Linked DNA regions of Mus musculus: region 2 is linked to region 1. A link is a contact called in public HiChIP or PLAC-seq data. All regions are on one chromosome and are shown on one strand. Each heading gives the region's core, a stretch centred on a gene start, on an enhancer-like site or on the middle of the called end of the contact. The rest is flanking DNA. Distances are from core to core; before and after follow the strand shown.

What was found. HiChIP or PLAC-seq counts read pairs in DNA pulled down with a chosen protein or histone mark.
Region 2: an H3K27ac HiChIP or PLAC-seq map of hepatocytes shows a contact between it and region 1, with 3 times the contacts expected there. The contact joins two enhancer-like sites. A contact is called at or near these places in 9 of 484 Hi-C or Micro-C datasets (embryonic stem cells, germinal center B cells, liver and 4 more), 3 of 115 datasets of contacts at active chromatin or transcription factors (embryonic stem cells, hepatocytes and liver) and 1 of 9 other capture datasets (adipose tissue).

The regions. Positions count from the first base shown.
Region 1 is chr1:106,191,783-106,195,408 of GRCm38.p6, reverse strand. The region is part of intron 1 of Phlpp1 (PH domain and leucine rich repeat protein phosphatase 1); the gene reads right to left. Among named protein-coding and RNA genes, the nearest start is that of Phlpp1, 22 kb to the right of the region's middle. Within about 2 kb of position 2,043, at least 9 of the 459 cell types and tissues checked have an H3K27ac peak or open chromatin away from gene starts, as enhancers often do. A contact at or near this core is called in hepatocytes and liver, where this site is marked.
Region 2 is chr1:106,266,371-106,269,996 of GRCm38.p6, reverse strand. All of the region lies in intron 1 of Phlpp1 (PH domain and leucine rich repeat protein phosphatase 1), which reads right to left. Among named protein-coding and RNA genes, the nearest start is that of Phlpp1, 96 kb to the right of the region's middle. Within about 2 kb of position 1,731, at least 14 of the 459 cell types and tissues checked have an H3K27ac peak or open chromatin away from gene starts, as enhancers often do. A contact at or near this core is called in hepatocytes and liver, where this site is marked.

The sequences.
Region 1 (3,626 bases), core at 794-3,293:
CCTTTAGCACAACAATGGAAGAAGCAGAAGTAATAACATGGCTAAAACTTCAAACATCGTTGTGTCCCATGATGGTGTTTCTTGTCCTTTCTCCCCTAGTCGTTTCCTTCTGTGCTCATTCAATGAGAATAAGTGCACTTAACCATAGAACCAGTCTGCTAAGCATTAAAACTATAAATAGCAATTTCCATAGTCAAGTGGAGAGGGCCCTGAAAATCAAGCATACTGTACTAAAGCTGAGTAAGGCTTATGATGTACAAAGCACAGAGCATCAGCTGGCCTTCTGACTCCTATTAGAATGCACATCAATTCAAACAAAGCAAATACCACCTTGCAGGTAAACATTCACAAAACTTAAGTTATCATGCACCCGACTGGAGAAGCACGGTAGAAAATAATCTTGGTTGCTGTTGATCAGGGTTCACAAACCGTCAGAGCCAGCTTTCAGAACCAAGCAAGAGAACCACACAGGTGGGTGAGGTGGGAAAACAGGCATCCTGCTACTGACCAGTCACAGCCAGGGGTGGAGCTACCCAAGCCAAGCACACCAGAACATGAGCTTACAGATTCTTATGGGAAATTTACAGTGTTTAACCAATGACAATTAATTGTGAAAGATTTCAAACTGTGTCTACCAAACACATCAGGTACTGTGTGCTACATGTACCCCAGAGCTACAGAGCCCACACTTATCTAAGTCCTCCACAAGCTGCACGTGAGTTATACTCACTTTTCTAATTAATTTAAAAGTTAGACTTTTCCATTGTAAAGAAATCCTAAAACCATTTTACCTCTTTCCTGTTCCTGATAATTGGATGTCTTCAAAAGTAAGGAGATTATTCAAAAAGATTAGGACAACCGAGAATGAACACGTCTTTACCCTTCAGTCACAGCCCCTCGTAGTGGAGCACCCAGTGTGGCAGGTGAGGAAGGGCAGGTGGCTGGGGCATGCTAGAAGGATGAAGAGCAGCAGCTCCTGGTGCTCTGGGCTTTTCTTCCTCCTAACCCTCCTACTGTGGTGATAAAAAGAAAATTTACAACTTGATTAATGGTTACACAACTGACCTTAAAAAGGATATCCTTAAAAGAACATTAAAAGAAAAAAAAAATCAATGGAATGATTTATTATTCTTAAAATCAATTCCAAAACACTAACTGTGCCTCTAAGGCCTATGTCATCAGCCACAACAAAAAATGCAAACTGACCTATTCTGTACTATACTTAAGGTGGGGGAATAGAGCTGTGAACAAAATGTTATACAAGCAGAAGCAGCCATCCCCCACCTCCTCCACCCCGTAAGTGACTACACTGAGGTTCCTGCTGTCTGCCAACAGTCCCAAGTCTTCCCCTAGATCCTTAGAGATGCTGAGCTCCCAGCCTCAGGCCTTCGGCCTCCATACATCTGCCCCTCTACCTGAACACATTTTCATGTATCATTTATTCTAAGCACCATCTAAAACTCAGTGCTCACAGGAAGGATGCACAGCATACCCTGCCCCTGGGGGCACATATCACAGTTACGAATGGCTCTTTCTATGAGTACTTAGTAATTTTCTGAGGAGAATGGAAGGTGAGACATGGTCTTGCTCTATAGAACAGGCTGGCTGGGAATTTGCATCAACTTTCCTTTTTTGCTTCCTAAGGGGTAAACTGCAGGAAGGTGATACCAGATCCGGCTTAATAGTTGGTAAAGTCGCCCTTTACTTTGAAGTCCTGGGAGCAGGGGCCTTATCTATCTGATTATAGACTGACATTTTACAAGCACCAAGTTCAAGAAACCATAAAGGAAAGAGGAAGAATGCTCCTGGTGCTTTTCTCATGACAATCAGTGTCCTTGTTCAAATTGGTTAATCTTCTGAAAAAGCTGGGGCCGATTCAAGTTTTCCCTCCACCTCCAAAACACCTTATACCACCTTGAAAGCAAAGGCAAGCACTCTATAACTGTTTGAGATGACAGAGTGGGTAGGGGCACAACAGTATCTCATATTTTTAAAGTTCCTGTTACCACTGATCAGTGACTTTTGAACACAAATAAAACTTCATGCCAGAAACTGCTAAGCCTGTAAATAACAAAGTTCCTGTGTGAATAACAGCAAAACTGTGCAGCTATCCTGAGCAGGGGGCAGTCCTGTCAGGATTCCAGGTCCTGGTAAATTAAGCTCAATTCCCCAACCATTCTGTCTGGCGATCCATCAGCTTCGGGTGAAGAATTAACACTCACGGTTCTTCTGAATGGCCGGTTTAAAACCCTGTAGTTGTAGTTGTAGCCAAGTGGTTAAGCAATGAACTAGAAATTATGGAAGCTGGGGTTAGGGAGGTGGTTCAGTCAGTAAAGAGTGTGTGCACAGGGTGAAGACACAGCCTGCTGCTTAGCAAGTGACGTACAGGGGGCACATGCTGGCCACGGGGGCACGTGCAAGAGTTTCTTCCATAGTCCTTAAGAAGTTTATTACTAGAAATTTATGGAAGCCAGGGCAGGGGAGATGGGACAACTAGTAAAGTGCTTGTCACACACAAGCGCTTGGAAGCCAGCACTGGAGAGGCAGAGGCAGGGTCCCTAAGGCTTGCTGGCTACTCCAGCTCGACTAGAGCCCCAGGAAGAGAGAGGCTCTCAAAAAGAGGTGGACACACCCACGACTGACCACTGATTTCCATACACATATACATGCAGATAAGAAATATATAAAAATATTGGAACTTGAACATAAAATAGCCAAATGATCTAGGAAATTTTATACATATTTGAGGAATTTATTCTTAAAAGCAATCAAAATAATGTCAAAAACTCATTTTGAAATCTCTGCATATAGTCCAATAATGAACACAAAATAGGAATTCTATGCTTATAATTAAGGAAAATCACATGTTCATTAGTTTCTTGCCAGTATTTATTATTTAGAATACATTAACTGTGCACTATATCATCTGGTTTGCATACACGGCACACATATACATATATACTTAAATTTTATCATGGTCTTATACTAACTTTGTAAACAGATTTAAACTCTAAATCACTTTATTAATCTAAAAATGAAAAATAATATTCACCAAACAGTTCTTATCTTCAAATATAATCAAGTCATAGGGAAAAGGAAAAAAAGCCAAAATTTTCTCAAAAGTAATCCAGAAGTGATTTTACAAACAAAAAAGGAAATAGAGAAGGCATAATCCCAGCCTCTCATTTACTACATGACAGAAAGCGTCTGACCACGCTGCTGCCTCCTCTCCATCTCCACCTCTCCTGCACACACTCGAGACAAAGTGAGGAGAGAATCAGAAACTGCTACCACGACAACCTGCCCAATGCAAACCGAGCCAAATCTACAAGACCATGCCTGGCAATCTGTTCCTAATCTCCTCTTTATCCTCACCCTCTTTCCAGTGCACTGTGACACACACACCGAGCCCCAGAACGCTCGCCCTTTAGAAAATTCAGCACCAGTTGAAAACAGTCAAGAAGTCTCCAATTTAAGGGTAGACTGATCAGCTGATTGGCTGACTTAAGAAAAGGTACACTACAACAAATATGAAGGCTTGGTGCCACCTTCCAATTCACTAAAAAGTCTGAAGCCAGCTGAGTCCGAACTCTGAACTCTCAGAAAAACAATCTTTTCCTTTTAAA
Region 2 (3,626 bases), core at 482-2,981, 75 kb before region 1:
GACCATCATTCCAGACATTCCAAGAACAACAACACCAAAAAAATAAATAAAGGAAGAAAAATAAGAACTTTAAAAGAGGAAAAGGGAAAGCCAGCCCCAAGCCATATTATAAAAATGAACCCATACACACTACATAATGGAAGTAGTTTGACTTTGCTGACACCAGTATTTGCATTTGAGTAAGACAAGTAAAGAACTATTTATTGAAAGAAAATACCCTAAAAAGAGGAGTTGAAGTCCATATGTTTTTATGGTAAAATCTTTTGTATTTCTACTAAAACACACTCTAATTTACCTTTAAAAATATCTTTTTACCACAAGAAAACAAAAAGGGGAAAGGAACGAAAGAAAACAAAGGGAGGAAGGGAGGAAAGAGCTGTGTGCCCTGGTGAGCACATTCATCAAGAGCAAACAGCCCTCAGCACCCAGCAGCAGCAGCAGATTCAAAGCGCCACACTCCACTTGCAGTTGACCACCGTGGGTGGCAGAGCCTTCTATCACAGAGCCACATGGAACAGTCTTTCAAATCGAGAGTACTGACTCAGTTCCTTGTGAGGCATATTCAAAAACCAGACAGTATTTACCAGGGGATCTTTTTGTAGCTTTATATCTCCATTTCCATTGTGTTTTGGAGTCCAAGTCCAATCTCATCCCTTGACTTGTAGAGCCAAGTGCAGGCAAAATATTTGTAAACTTTTCACTAGGTGCAAGCTCAACACCTAACCTAATATGGGGAATACACTATGTGTTCTCTAAGTTACCTACTAGAGAAATAAGCACAACGAATCTGTTTGGCCCAAAGAAACCCAATTCCCAACTATGTAGCAAATAATTCAAACAAAATTTCAGCTGAAATTTTGGGAAAAGGAAAAAAAATACAGGAAAATGGGTGTCTCAAAGCAAATCTTTCTACTCTCTAATAATCTTCAGTTTATACAACTGAACAAAATATTTGTCTAGAGTTAACAGCAACATTATTTTAAGCTTCTCTTCTAGAAATATTAAAGATTTTATTGTTATACAAGTCATAAAATGCCATTAATCAACATGGCACTAAAACTGTGGGAAATACTTAGAGTACACACAGGAAAAGTAATTGTCACTTTAAAATGGCAAGCACTACACAATGCAAAATAGATCTATTTTTATATGAATGTACAAAAATTACAATGTGCTGTTTAGCTTGAGACTGGTGAGTTTTTAACAACTTGAATTTTAATTCCTGAATATACGTGATAGTTACATCTCTCCATCTCTCCTGGAATGCAACTGAAGTCGTATACTGGTCCTGACCAACAAACTGTGGGCTGGGACATACATGCCATTTCCAGAACTGCCTATGAAACAGCCCACGCTACACTGTGCTCTACATACTTTCCACCCACTGCCCAGACAGAAAGACTGGGGCCAGCAGATTCTGAGGGCTCTCAGGCATGGGTAAGCCACAAGACAGAAGTCTAAGTTCCTGTGTCAGCTGAAATGGAGCTCCCTGCCTGGACAGATTAGCCACAAACTCAATCAAGAGAACTTGAAAGAAAAAAATTCTATTACACTTTACCTGCTCTGTACAGTTGCTGCATTAACTAAGATTTCTTCATCAGTTACATTCAAACTAACTATACCCTCACTGGAGCAAGTTTCTAGATCTGGAAATGCTAAGAGTAGGGTACTAGGTTCCCGCTCTTCCAACATGCAACCAAAACTATGAAAACCTGTAAGCAAGCCTGTCCAAACACGCAGATTTCAACAGTGTGGCAAGCAGCCCATTGCCCAATACTGGAATGACTCTGAGCTGCTAGTAAAGGGCCCCTGAAGCAAGAAGGCAGCCAGCTTCTATTGAGAACGAGTCTTAGACCCAGAGGCAGCACAACTACCATGAACTGTATTGACCTAAGTAATTTATTTTCTCATAGCTCTAGAGTCTACAAGTCCAAAGTCAAGGTGTTGGTGGATTTGGTTCTGGGGGCTCTAAGAGAGAAACTACCTTATGCCCGGCTCTTGAATTCTGGTGGTACAATTCTTGGCACTCACTCTTCAGCTTGCAGTCTAACTCCGGTCTTACCCTCACTTCTTGTTGGACTCAGAGCCTAAGTTAATCAATAATGATCCCATCTTGACTAATTATAGCATGTTGAGGCTCCAGTGGGACAATACTTCTTGGAATAACCATTGACTGTACAACTGACCTCTAATCTAAATAAGTCTAATTTTCTTCATTTTTTAATTCAAAGATTAAGTATTTACTACCTATATCTAGTATTGCAATACTTTTCAGTTCAGTGTAGTTGAAAGTGTTTATAAAACCTAATATCATGTAATTAATACTATGCAATTCACTTAACAGAGCCCTAAATAGATGCAAGGCACAATATAGTGTTTTGACTTTGAAATCCTAAAAGTAAATGCTGCAGAAATGAAGGTATCATGCTGCTTGATAGCCTATCTAGAAATCCAAACTAATAACGGCACATGGCACATCTAGCCGGGGCTTTCTTTGGAGGAGTTGGGGTTGCAGGAGGATAGTAAGAGCGCAAGGTCCACTCAACCTACGAGCAGACTGCCAGTGTGAGCAGTTTACTTCACGGTAAGGTAAACTTTATTGCACTATTTGAAGAGGAGCTCTTAGTAATAGAAAAGAACTTCAAAACCACAATAATCCTGGAAACTATCATGATCTTACAAATTCAACATATTTCCCACCTACTCACAGCATCCAACAGAACTAGCATTCACTAATTAAATCTAAACTAGATGGTAAGATACAAACATGGTCCACAAAAAATACACCATGAAATCCTTCTTCAGTTTCCATTATCCTTGGGAGTACCACCTATCTTTAAGAATAAAATGTTTTCCAAAACCTTAAGATCAATAAAAATTTTTAAGAATGAAATTACTTAGAAAAATAACAAGCTACCTTGGAAATATAACACTTAATTATCAACTCCATTACTGCAGTCATATGCTTTAATGAAAAATAGGAAATACAGCAAATCTACATATCATAAAATACTAACCAATGTTTTAAATGAATGGCGAATATGTAAAGTGAAATGCAATTTAAAAATAAAAATGACTGCCACAACATGTGAGTAGTTGTGAGATGCTGAGAAATGCCAATGAGCTTCTAAAATTACTTCCATGTACTGAGGGTGAACCCTGAGGGATTATCAGATCTACATACACTGAAGCATAAATGTCAACCGCACATCTTAGACTCAAGTCGATAACAAATACCTCACCTGCTGTGCCTCCATCTACATCTAAGTAATTATGCTGTCCTACAGGACAAGGCCCTCTTACTTATGCTCTCTTGTTTCTACTCTTCAAATCACAGTGGCAGCTATACACCCCCATTTGCACCTCAAAGTAATGTTTGGGCCCTAACATACAGAATATTAATTCATATGTACCAGAGTCTCGGCATATATAACTAAATTAAGATAAAGATTTATTAGATTAAAATAGGTCTTAATCTAATGACTATAGTCTTTATAAAAAGGGAAACTTGGAACACACACAGAAGGAATCGCCCAAGTGAGAAATGGAGGCAGAGGCTGGAATCGTAGTTTAGTAATAAGAGTACTTATTACCCATGTGCAAGGCCCTAGATTCCACCTCCAGCA